2 separate regions of the Pan troglodytes genome follow, and region 1 is linked to region 2. The links are chromatin contacts, called in public HiChIP or PLAC-seq maps. All regions are on one chromosome and are shown on one strand. The core of a region is the stretch at or near the end of the contact, and the rest is flanking DNA. Distances in the headings are between cores, read along the strand shown.

Evidence for each region. HiChIP or PLAC-seq counts read pairs in DNA pulled down with a chosen protein or histone mark.
Region 1: a contact with region 2 is called in an H3K4me3 HiChIP or PLAC-seq map of stem cell-derived excitatory neurons, with 2.6 times the contacts expected there. The contact joins the promoter of LGR4 here to the promoter of CCDC34 in region 2. A contact is called at or near these places in 1 of 7 Hi-C or Micro-C datasets (stem cell-derived neural progenitor cells) and 1 of 1 datasets of contacts at active chromatin or transcription factors (stem cell-derived excitatory neurons).

Annotation. Positions count from the first base shown.
Region 1 is chr9:31,473,572-31,480,104 of NHGRI_mPanTro3-v2.0_pri, forward strand. LGR4 (leucine rich repeat containing G protein-coupled receptor 4) reads right to left here and starts at 2,296. Exons shown (of 17, transcript XM_016920596.4): 1 at 2,112-2,296. The coding sequence starts at 2,296.
Region 2 is chr9:31,362,287-31,368,604 of NHGRI_mPanTro3-v2.0_pri, forward strand. CCDC34 (coiled-coil domain containing 34) reads right to left here and starts at 4,183. Exons shown (of 8, transcript XM_063783950.1): 1 at 3,756-4,183. The coding sequence starts at 4,096.

The sequences.
Region 1 (6,533 bases), core at 1,046-3,545, 110 kb after region 2:
TATATTTTTGAGGGTGAAATGAGTACTAAGGAGAAATAAGGAGTCACCAGAATGTACGATCACTCTACCTCCAGGTCACAAATCTAAGAAAATAAAACACATTTGCACACCACCAAAGCTCAGAAAGTGCTAAGATAATGCTAGTTTAGGCACTCTAATTGAGACTGGTACCAATTATTTTTCTGTTTCCTAAGCCATGACCACTAACTTATTCTAAGGCCCAAAGTTGAAGATACAGCATTTCACCACCTTCAGTGAGTTCTACCAGAAGATGCTTTGGAGAGAGGAGTATGCTCTCATAAAAGTGTGATTATTTCTCTGTGGTTTTAGATACTAATGTAAAACAGCCCGTTTCCTTATAGGACAAGTCTACTCACTAAAATGTGAGGAATCTGCTAAACAAGGTCTTTACAACTGGTCAAAATAGTAAAACTGTGCTTTTCTATTCTATGCAGAGCCTTGCAAGAGGTTCAGGTAAAGGGACCCTTCTTTCTGCATTTCTTTCTGCACGAATTCCCTAAACGTTTCTAGAGAACTTGGGGAAAAATTAGTCCCATTTCCTCTCCACAGGTCTTCTTTCTCTTGATTCAATCAATTCCTGCTCAAACTTTCCCACTTAATGTAACTTTATGAACAAAATGCTCTTCACTGCAAAGTTAACTTTTTTTTTAATGACAAGTTAAACTTCACTATACTGAAAAAAAAAAACAACCTCAAATACATAACTAAAACTAACCTGAGACAGGAAAAATAACAAATGGGGAGGGGAAGGCTGAAGGTAGAAGAATGAAACAGGTTCCAAGACAACAGGCCTCGATGCTCACTAAAAGTCCATCCTGAGAGGGCAAGCGGAACACCTTTGCCACCACCCACCTGGAAATACAGCAATGCTCCTGCCTGCATAAAGAAGATTTCTTCACAGGGTCCTTTAAAACTGTCTATTTCTAAGAGGTCCCTTCCACTACAGGTAAAAGGAAATTCCCTCTACCCTAGGGCCCCTCAGGATCCCTTCCTCTCTCATACGTTTCTTCGACTGCTCCTGATTTAAGCATTCAGCTGGCCACCCAACGCAAGAAGCAATAAGAACACAAAAACCCTACCCTGTTCCTCCTCTATCCGTGGCCTTTGCCACCACCTCCACAACCTAGTTCAGATTCCTCTTCTTTTCTCAAGGGAACGTCTAAAGCTCTCAAGTCCGTTTTAGCAGGGCGATTTTGGAAGTCTGAAACATTTCAGTGTGTCTCTCGATCTCAGGCAGCTCAAAAGAAAAGATCTGCTGGCTGCGTGAAGGTGCATTAGAAACCTGCTGCTACCTTGCAGCCTGGGCTGAGCATATGCTCCGGAACTTGCTTCTCTTCCAACATCCTGCACCTCAGGTCAGCATTCTTTCTTTAAAAGGCCTTGTTGGGTAAGAGCATGTCCACCAACAGAACCCTGTAATTCTCCCTTGTTTTCTCGGACTACCCTGCGTGCTGCAGAAGCCTGGGCGTTAGTGGGGTAGTCCCGAGTGGAACTGGGCCGAGGTAGGTGCCGGGACGCACTACCTGGATGGGGCCAAATTGGAAGGAGATTCGCCCTGACTGAGGTACAGGTGTTTCTTCTCCCCACATGCTGGAACCCAGGAGGCTCCAGGTGCTTCCCCACGAGACATGCCTCGGTATGCAGACTGAGGCCAAGTTCTCGGCGCCCTCAGCCCCGCCAGTGGCGGAACTCCTGCCCGCTGAGCGAGGGCCCTCATGAGAAGGGAAGGTCGCGTGGACAGGCTGCCAGGGGCAAGCGTTTTTAGATTACTTCCTTCTTCTTGGCCCCAGATGCACTTGTGAGTTGGGGGTGTGCGCGGTGGGGTGGGAGGGTGCTTGTGCCCAAAAAGTCTGGGAACGAAAGCTACTGCTGGCTCGAACCCGGACTAGCAAAGTGCGGAAAGCCCGTGGCACAGGAGTGGGTGCCAGGCAGCCCGCACGCAGGTGACCGGCGGACCCCCTCCCCAGGCCCGGGCGGCGGCGGGGCGGGGTGGGGTGGGACTGACCCGTGGCTCCGCCCCGCGGCGCCCCCCGCTGGGCCCCGTCCCCCCCCCCCCGCCCCCCGCCCGCGTCCCCGCCGCCCGCACTCACAGCGCTTGGGTGAAGGCGCTGAGCCCCTCGGGCACGGCCGTCAGCCCCTTCCCGGAGCAGTCCACCCGACGGTCGCCGTCGCAGCTGCAGGGCGCCGCGCAGAGAGGCGGCGCCGCGCCGCTGGGCCCGGCCGAGCCGAGCAGCCCCAGGGCGAGGAAGCAGAGCAGCCCCAGCGGGCCCGGCATTGCTGCGGCCGCCTCCCGCGCCGGCCTCTCCCGCGGCGCTGCTCGCTCCGCTGCCCTCCGATGTCCCCCGCCGCCCCCGGGCAGCCGGCCTGCGGGCTGCAGCGGGGGTCTCTTCCTCGGCGGTCCGCGCGGGCTCGGCCCCTTCAGGAGTCCGCCGCAGCGGCGCAGGGACGCGGCGCTCCGGAGTTTCGCCCTTCCCGCTGCTCCATGGACGCGCAGAGGCAGCCCCGCTCCTCCGGCGGCTCAGGCCAGCCGGGCCGGCCCGGCGCAGCGGCGGGGGCCGCGCTCTGCCATCGCACCGGTCTCCCTGTCCCTGGCCTCTCAATGCAGCGGCTCTTCAAGGTTGCAGAGCGCAGCCTTCAGCCATGCCGGCCACTCGCCCCAGCCCCCGCCGTGGCTCTCGCACAAACACCCAGACTCTGGCTCGCTGTCTCCCAGCCGCGGCTCAATCTCTTCCCGTCCTTTTCCCTTCTAGGGTTGCACGCTCTGGTTCCCAAGCCCCCGGCCGCTGGCTTATGCAAATCACTTAGGTACATGCAAAAGTATCCCTTCTCCCGGAGCGCCATTGGCCCGGGGAGGTCTCGAGCTCATTACTATGCAGAGAGGAGAGCCGCCATTGGCCAAGAGGAGGACCAGAGGGGCGTGTTTCTCGGGCGTGAGTGACAAGGTGGTGGTGGTTGTGGTGGTGGTGGTGGTGGTTCAAGGCAAAATCTTGACTTGGCTGGATTTGTCTGGCAGGTTGTGGATTGAAGGTAGAAGGATAGTAGGACAAGGGGTCTAGTTTTTCCCTCCCCCACCCGTCTTTTTGTTCCTTCCGCAGAAATTGGATCTCCTAAATTGGATGACCTGGTAAGTAGAACTTCCCTCCAGCGTTCAGTTAAGTTTTAAATGACTCTCCGCTGTTCCAAAGGGCGAGGACGTCTGGAGCTCTGCAAACGGAAAAAAGATTTTGAAGAGGAGGAAAAAAGTTTCCCTCGATCTGACACACATCTTTGGGTTTTAGCTATACACTAAGTTAAAAGTGTACCCTCTCCAGTGCCTCACTTCACCTGGGATCTTTACACCTATCTTGATACACATTTGGTAGCTAAGTCTTAGCAATTCATTCTCCCCAGTCCTCTCTCTGTATTTGGTGTTTTTGGTGACTGCAAATTAGACTCCTTTCTCACGCACTTTAAAATCCTGAAACACAGGAATTTTGTAAAAGGTCAGAGAAAGTGATGTTTCTGAACACTGGACAATTTCCAAAACATCTGAGTGGGAGGTGACTACGGCTGAGAAGCCAGCAGCAACGTTGGTGTTAGGTAATTATCAGCATTCCCTCCTCTTCTGGATTTTGAGTCCCTGTGGCCTAATAGACCCCATGGAATCATTACCTGTACCAACTACGGCTTTAAAGGTACTTAGTTTCTTGCTCTCTGCCATGGCGTTGAGTCGTTTTACTCTATAATGGAGACATTTTTAATGAATACATTAAAACAAGCAGGATTCGGCCGGGCGCGGTGGCTCACGCCTGTAATCCCAACACTTTGGGAGGCTGCGGCGGGCGGATCACCTGAGGTTGGGAGTTCTAGACCACCCTGACCAACATGAAGAAACCCCGTCTCTACTAAAAATACAAAATTAGCCGGGTGTGGTGGCAGATGCCTGTAATCCCAGCTACTCGGGAGGCGGAGGCAGGCGAATTGTTTGAGCCCGGGAGGCGGAGGTTGCGGTGAGCTGGAGATCGCGCCATTGCATTCCAGCCTGGGCAACAAGAGCAAAACTCTGTCTCAAAAAAAAAAAAAAAAAAAAAAAAGCAGGATTTAAAAATAATTATCATATAAAGTTGACTAGCCATCGTATGTAAATAAAACTTAGGACAATGGAAACAGGTTGATGCAGACCTATAAGTTTAAAATGAAAAAATTTTATCATCTTTGTATTTGGGAGTTTATCTAAAAGATAATGTCAGGTTGGGCACATAAGTCACATACAGTAAATCTGTCTAGAAGCTAGAGAGTTAATAAATAAACATATGCCTTCATTTCAAGTTTTAGGAATGACATATCTCCTCTCACTGCAGGGCTGAAAGACAACTTAAAGACCCCCAGAAAACTCTGGTTTTATAGATAAGAAATCTGAGGCTCGAGAGAGAGTGTGTTCTGCCCAACATCATCACGGAACAGCTCCTGGGCTCCTGGCTCCTAATCTGGTGCTCTTAGAGCCTTCCCTAAATAGGCTTTCATCGTCTAAATCATTTCCATTATTTTCTAGCAACTTTCATGAACAAATGAAGTAAGGAAGAAATTGTAAAGTTAGTTTCTGTAATCGTTTCTTTAAGATCTCTTCTTTTTTTTTTTTGAAACGGACTCTCACTCACTGTGTCCAGTGGCGTGATCTTGGCTCACTGCAACCTCTACCTCCCAGGTTCAAGTGATTCTCCTGCCTCAGCCTCCCCAGTAGCTGGTATTACAGGTGCCCACCACCGTGTTTAGCTACTTTTTTTTTTTTTTTTTTTTTTTTTAGTAGAGATGGGGTTTCTCATGTTGGCCAGGCTGGCCTCAAACTCCTCACCTCAAGTGATCCACCTGCCTTGGCCTCCCAAAGTGCTGGGATTACAGTCATGAGCCACGGAGTCCGGCTTATATGCAAATCTTGATTAAAAATGCAGAATGATTTAGTAGGCCTAAGTGGGGCCCAGAAACCAGCATTTTGTTGCACAGCAAGTGAAAGTGACACAGGTGATTCATGAACCACACTTGGAGAACTTTATTCTTTGTCTTCAAATAATAAAATCTTATGGCTGAAAACTTAGGTGAAAGGAGAGATTTATATTTTGAAAAAAGGGGAGATGCGGATTTTACTAAAAAATAAATTCCTATTGTCTATTAGATGACAAATGTAAGAAAGGAAGATTCAAATTTGCAGCTTAGCCAAGAAGATAAAAGATCAGGAACAAAAGACTTGGGTAGGGAACAGAAAAGATAAGATATATTGAAGTGTTTGTATTTCTTATTTGGTACATTTTGTATGCTATGCATTAGAGATAAATTGGTCAATTAGTCTCCATCTCAGATAAGATGTCCCAAGAAAGTATAAAGACAAAAAACAAAAAACCAGTGATTAAGGTAATATCTCAGATAACTAGAGAAAAATGATCAGCTCTTAAATAAATCATAAGGACTGGAAAGATACTGAGATAAACCAAATAAAAATTGACGGCAAGCAAAAAATAATAGGGTCTCTGTCTACAGATCGGTTCCTCTTAAAGTTTTCATTGGTTGTGTATAAGTAAATTTGCGGCATCCACAGGCTAGATAAAAAATAGAACTGGTCTGCAACCCCTCTGCATACGTGGCATGGAGCTTATGGGCCATGAAGAAAGTACCCTATCGTAGTGATACTTGCCTTGGTGTCTTTGTGCAGAGCACACAGGACTTGTTGACTGATGGATAAGCTGGACTTCGGTTCTACCACCCCTTTACCCAAGAACTCTTGTAAACATAGAACCTGAACAAGTATATGCAGAGGCCCTACCTGTTGGGTGAACGGTTCAAGGTGCCCTGTTACAACAACAGCTCAGATACAGTGGGGGCTCTGAGTGCTGTAATGATTGACGGGATAAAAGTCCTCAAACATGTAGAATTTCACTTTTTATGAACTATTTCGACTTAGAAAAAGAGTTAACAGCAATCAGCTTAAGAAATATTACAAATGTAGTTGAAGCTCCCTTTGTACCATTCCCCAATCATATTCCTTTTCTTCCTCTCCCTGAGAAGTAAGCAGTTTCCTGAACTTTGTAGTTAATTCCCATGCATATTTTCATGCTTTTCGTATGCATGTATCCCTAAACAATAAACAGCATTGTTTTTCATATATAAATCAACATCATTGCGTACTGTTCTGCAACCTGCTTTTTCACTCGACCTGTGAGTGTAATCGACATTCACGAACTATGAGGCTTGTAACTTCATTTTCATTACTATATAATATTCCACTTAATGAAATGCCCAGTGTGTTAGGGTTCTCCAGAGAACAGAACCAATAGGATATATATAGAAATACAGGAAGAGATTTATTGTGAGGCACTGACTTATACAATTATGGAGACTAAGTGACAATCTTCCATCTACATGCCGAAGGCCCAGGAAAGCTAGTGGATTTGTTTTAGTCCAAACTTGAAGGCCTGAGACCCAGAGGAGTCGATGTTTTGGTCAAAGTCTGAAGGCCTGAGAACCAGGAGCAGTGAAGTCTG
Region 2 (6,318 bases), core at 2,933-5,432:
AACTGGCCTCCCTTTCTCCCTTTCAAACCATTATCCACACCTCTTGCCAGATTCATCCCTCAAATGTTATCTTTCTATCATGTCACTCCTCATCTTAAAGTTCTTCAATGGCATCTTTACCCACAGGATAAAATCCAAACTCCTTAGCCTGACACCCATGAATCAGCCCTTTGCCTATCTTCCAGCCTCTTCTTTCACCAACAGCTGATCCAGACTCTACATTTCACTCACTAGGAACCCCTGCAGGTTGATGAATGTGCCACGCCCCATGCCCTGTAACTTTCACCTAAATCTGAAATTCCTTTCTTCCACCTCCGCATAAAGTCAGATTAAGAGCTTAGATTTGGGCGTAAAACAGCCTGGGGTGAAATCCTATCTGCTTCTTCCTAGCTATGTACATTTTTTTCTTTTTTCTTTTCTTTTTTTTGAGACGGTGTCTCCCTCTGTCGTCTAGGCTGGAGTGCAGTGGCGCGATCTCCGCTCACTGCAAGCTCCGCCTCCCTGGTTCACACCATTCTCCTGCCTCAGCCTCCCGAGTAGCTGAGATTACAGACGCCCGCCACTACGCCCAGCTAAGCTATGTACATTTTTAAAAAAACTTCTTTAAGCTTCTGTTTTCTTGTCTATAAAATGGAGATGACAGTTGTGGCTGGCTACCATACAGGCAGAATTGCATGAAACTATCCATGCTAAAGCACTTAATATAGTTCCAGGCACTCAGTAAGTACTTAGTAAGTCATTTATGACGAACTCCTACTGTTCCTTCAAAATTCAACTCCAGCACTGCCTGGAGCCACAACTCTTGGGCTTCCTGTCACTTGCTCATCTCTGCCACAGGCCATGAGTTCCTTAAAGAAAATATATCTCAACTCATTTTTTTATTTCAAGAGCCTGGCTTAGGGTCTAGAATATAGTAGGGTCCTAGGAAACAGTCGTTGAAAGACAATCAGATCAGTGGGCTTTTCTTTTAAGAAATGACACTTTGAATATTAAATTTCCTTCCTTAATATTTATAACAAATGTGTTCAAAATGTGTGGCGCACACACTACAGCTCTACTTATAATCAAGAAAGGCTTGACAAGTGGCCATTTGTGAACAAGATATTTATTACAGCATGGTTTTCCTAATGGATAGTGGTAGAAAAACCAGAATAAAGCTGAATAAACAGCAGGCCCAGAGCACATTATAAAATATTCCAGGAAAACGCTTCTCATTATCTTGTCTGAAGCTAACTTTGAGCTTAATCTCAGTTCTGACCAATACCCTTGAAGGTCAATGCATCCTCTAAACATGGCACTATTTATACCAAAAATACCTTGAGGTAATATCCATTATGTGCAGCTGATGCCTGAGCCTAGCTCAAAGAAGCCTTACCCGATTCATTTTGCCAGTCAGATCAATATGATAGGTGAGGCATGGAGAAAAGGCATAAAATCCCACACAGCTCTAGGTTGCTCTCTGCTTCACACAGAATACTCAAAACCCAGAACAATGAAAAGGCTGACTCAGGTTGCCTGCTCTCTTCATCCTGTCACCCCCAAGCTGTCCAGGGCACCAAAGAGAGGTCAGCAGTTTGACCTCAAAAGCCAGATTGTGGACTCCAGAACTCTTATCCCAAACCTGAACACCAGAACGTGGTTTACTGCACCTTAGTAGTACCTAAGGTTGGTTATTCTGAAAACATACTGATTGCTAGTGAAGTAGGTTGTAGTAAACAGGTCACTTTTTATAACACAAAGTGCTGAAGCACAGAGATTAGCAATGTCAACCTCAGCATGTGGAGACATGGTTAGATAGGATCTGAGCATGCACAGAGGAATGGATGTCATTGTATCAAAGAATGTTAGGACCAATGGAGAGGAAGAATGAGGAAATTTTCTAAAAATCTACCTTTCCTGAAAGGAAGTGCTAAGTTTCTGAAGCATTTGACAATAATCACTGCATGTATCTGTTCTTTAGGAAGAGGGAAATGGACATGCAGTCAGCAAACGTTTATTGAGCACCTAATAAGCATCTGATATTTGCCACACACAATGCTTGACAACTTCAGCATTCACTTTTCAAACCCACGTCCCAGCTACTCCTTTGATTCATAGGGACTGAAATGTGATAAGGAAGGCAGCCTTAGCCCTGTGGTGCTACCAGCTCATTCTGGCTTTGGATAAGTGAGACGTACATACGTTCACCTCCTCCCCTGGCAGGCTCCACTTAGTCAGGGCTTTGGCTCTTGGAAACTAATGCAAGGTTTCAGTAGCTGAGCTATAGTTCCGATGGTCATTTATTCCGCAGGTCACTAACTTGTGTCCAGATTGCTTAGTCCAGTTGATTATGCTCAGAAAGTATTTCCTAAAGCCTTCAAATTTACTTTAAATACCTTTGAGACCAACTCAGTCCTGAAGAATACCTACAAAGGCCCAGATGAAAACAATTTACTGAAATCCTAACTCTACCATTAAATTTTACTATCAGGTTGATCAGAGGAGGCCTGTTTCTTGTTGCTACAACCAGCCTGGATGAGTGGCTTGCTTGGTTACTCTTTCTGATCTCCATTCCCACCAATGTACTTACTTTTACTTCTCATCCGTAACTAATTCACTCCTGTAACCATGTATACGGGTTACTTCATATGGGTTCCATATTCCATTCACTCATGCTGGATATGAACACCCTGTACTGAAGGGGGTATCTTGCTATTTACACATAAAGCATGAGTTCTCTCGCCTGTATTTCTTAGAGCTCCTGTACTGTGCCTTACACAGCTTGACAATCATAAACTTGTAAATGATTTCCGAAGAAAACGTAATGAGTCTATCCCAGAATAGACCTGCATTACTGGGCCTGTCTCAGAAATATTCCTTCAGGGATAGGCCCTTTGCTCCTACTTCTATATACCGAATACTACGCATGCAGTTTAGGAAAGAGAACATGATCTGTCTATCTTCGTAGTAGACCCAGGTCTGCTAATAACTAGGTGCATGCCTTTGAGTCACTTTTTGCATTCTGAGCCATGGTTTTATTATCTGTAAAATAAATGGATTGATTTAGGCTTCAATTCATGAGAGTAGAGACCAGTATCTTGTTTACGGTCCCCAGTACGTAGACTAATATGTGGCACACAATGTTTGCTGAGTGAGTAACAGTAGAAATAAACAAATTAAGACAGTTTTAATAACCCCATTGGTCCTAACATTGATACAATGACATCCATTCCTCTGTGCATGCTCAGATCCTATCTAACCACGTCTCCACATGCTGAGGTTGACATTGCTAATCTCTGTGCTTCAGCACTTTATGTTATAAAAAGTGACCTGTTTACTACAACCTACTTCACTAGCAATCAGTATGTTTTCAGAATAACCAACCACAGGTACTACTAAGGTGCAGTAAACCACGTTCTGGTGTTCAGGTTTGGGATAAGAGTTCTGCAGTGCACAATCTGGCTTTTGAGGATTCATAGAACGCCTGAAATGGTAGCAGTTTTGTGTGTTTGAGACTATGTGCATTTTTCTGGGAAGTGAGACTGCAGCAATCATAATATCTCAGGAAAAAAGGATTAAGAGCCATAGGAAATCTATGGTCATTTGCAAGAATTTGCACAGGGCTCTTTATGTGCAAAAAAAACCCACGGCACCTCAGTCTGCAAGTGCCTGCTCTGCCTTTGGGGCGGAGGGCAGGAGGATGTTAGAAGTGGGTACTTAAGAGAGTCTAAGGAATCTTGAAAAGGGCTGAATCGGCCGGGCGGCCTCGGGTTTACCTGGCGCACCCCTGTAACTCCATTCCTCTCAGGCTTGCCACTTTGGCCTCTGAATCATGGGCATCTTCATCCACGTCTTCCTCATCCTCCCCGTCACCGTCGTCCTCGTCAAACTGGAAGCTCTGGTGGCCAAGGGGAGACAACAGCGACCTGGTGGAATTGCTGCAGCTCAGCGGCAGCGGCGGCGACGGCGAGCGCACCACCTCCAGCCCCTGCCCACGTGCGCCCGTCATAGGGACTGAGAAGGAGCCCGAGGAGGGCCGAGACCTGGGTCTGCAGTCAGCAGAGAAACCGGCGTAGGAAGAGGGAAAAGTAGGCCCCCAGCGCCCCGCCGCCCACATCAGGCCCGCCAAGTTCAAACTGGCGGAGCCGCGGCGGGGACGCGCTTTCCCAGCGGGCCCTGCGCGCGCCAGGCCGGCCAATCCCGGCCGGCACAGACCCCGCGTTGCCATGGCGACGCTTGGAGGCCGGGAGGAGTTTGTCAGGGCCTGCAGAGCTTGGCTTCCTCCGCCCCGGCCTCCCTTAGCCAGCCCTTCCTCCTCAGTGGCAGGAAGGTGCCTGCTGTTTGCAAGCTTGTTTAGTACGGTGTCTCCCCACGCCACTGGCGGGGTCCTGGCTCCCTACCGACAACTTTGAGGGCCTGTCCCTTGTTTGCCGTGGTGTTGCAGTTCATTTTGTACATGAAATATGTTACCTGCCACTGAATCAGGGAAAGACGCAGAAACCAAAACCACCCCCTATATAATTACGAGGTCAGAATTGTGAGCATCGGTCGTGATTTCTTTCAGCACAAGTCGATATATTTTGAGGAGAGGGGAGGGAACTTGATCCAAGTTTACAGGTGTATCCCAGAACGCACTTTTAGGACAGTCATTGCGTGTTTTGGTAGCACTTCGTTTGCCTGGCATCTTAAGGGACCTAATTTGTCTACACATGTGAATTTTTGACCTCTTTGCAGCCTCTAGTGTATTGTAGGGTCTGCGTAAAGCACAAGGGATAGATGATTAAAAGTCTCGCCCTTAAGTTCCTCATCCTGTTGTCGTGAAAAATGATCTCAGTAAATATGCTGATATGCATTTTATGTGGGATCTTAGGGGCACTGTCGGGAATGGTGATAAAGGCAGTAAAGGAGAGGTGGATGCTTTATTCATGCTGACAAAACTGTACATTTGTAAATAAATAGGGCTTTTGTCCAGTTCATAATGTATATTACCGGTAGAAATACCATAAACGAAAATTGACCATGGCTAACACATCACACAAAACTTTTTAGTGACCAGAGTGATACAAAAACTTTGATGAAATCTAGATCTGCAAAATTTAACACAGGAGAATTAGCTATGGTAGAAGTAATAGCAACCAAAGACAATTCAGAAGGCAGAGCTATAATTAGTAAAATATGACATGGTTAAATCTATTTAAATTGAATATTTTCTTTAAAATTTCGGTGAAAACAAAATGAAAGAAAATTGGAGCACTCCAAATGAGTAATAAAGTTGATCAAGGAATAAAACTGACCTAATGGAGTTTTCGTTCTCGACCCTAGTTATTCAATATTGGCATTTAAAAACCTTTTATCAGAACATCTCTAGAATCAGTAACATCGAAAGGCACTGAGCTGCCTTAGGGCCTCATAAAGAGGTAAGCTTGAGAAGCTGTTTTCCAATAGATATAACCAAACATAACTGTAGTGGGAAAAACACTAGTATGAAAGGGACCTGGAATCAGTGGTTTTCTTGGTACTTGATAGGTTTTCCATTCCTAACACTCCTCTGAAAATGGGGGAAAAATTTACCTCACAGGGTCACATTATCTCATTAATTCTCAAGGTTTCTAAGCTCAGAATCAGAAAGATACAATGAAAAGTTGTGTAAACTTCAGAACTTTTTCACTTTAACCTCTACGCATGGGAATCTAAATGTCATATACTTCTTTGTCCCCTTAAAATGTTTTCCTAAACAAAGTATACCCTTTTCTTGATGCGCCAGGGTCATCATTATGACCAACTGTGACATTATGCACTAGCAATACTGGACCCCCCCAAGGGTATGAGGCAGAGTCAGATGGTGCTGGTGCTGGTGTTTGAACATAATTAAGTCCAGCGGTCTCATTTCTTACAGTGCCTTTTCATTACTGGAGCTGAGAAGCCATAATCGAGATGGGTAGAATTATATATAAATGTACAAATGTATAAAAGAGTGTCTCTCCCTTTAAGTTTTAGGGTATTGACTTAGTGACATCTTTTCATACAATTAGTACTTTGGCCATGGTATATTTGAGGTAATTATGTTTTGCTGGCTCTGGAAACTTATATAAGAGTGACTTTTGCGTAAATAATTCCATCACCAGTTAGCCCTGTGGCATATATTATGCAACTTTAAAAATTTATCCCTAGACATTAGTATTTACAGATGAAACAATATAATGTCTTAAATTTGCTTCAAAATAATGCAAGGGGCAGAGGGATTGGAGGGGGTTAGTGAATAGGATGAAGATGAAACAAGGTTCACTACATGCTGCAGATAATTGTCAAAGCAGTGACAGGTATGGGGTGAAGGGTAGG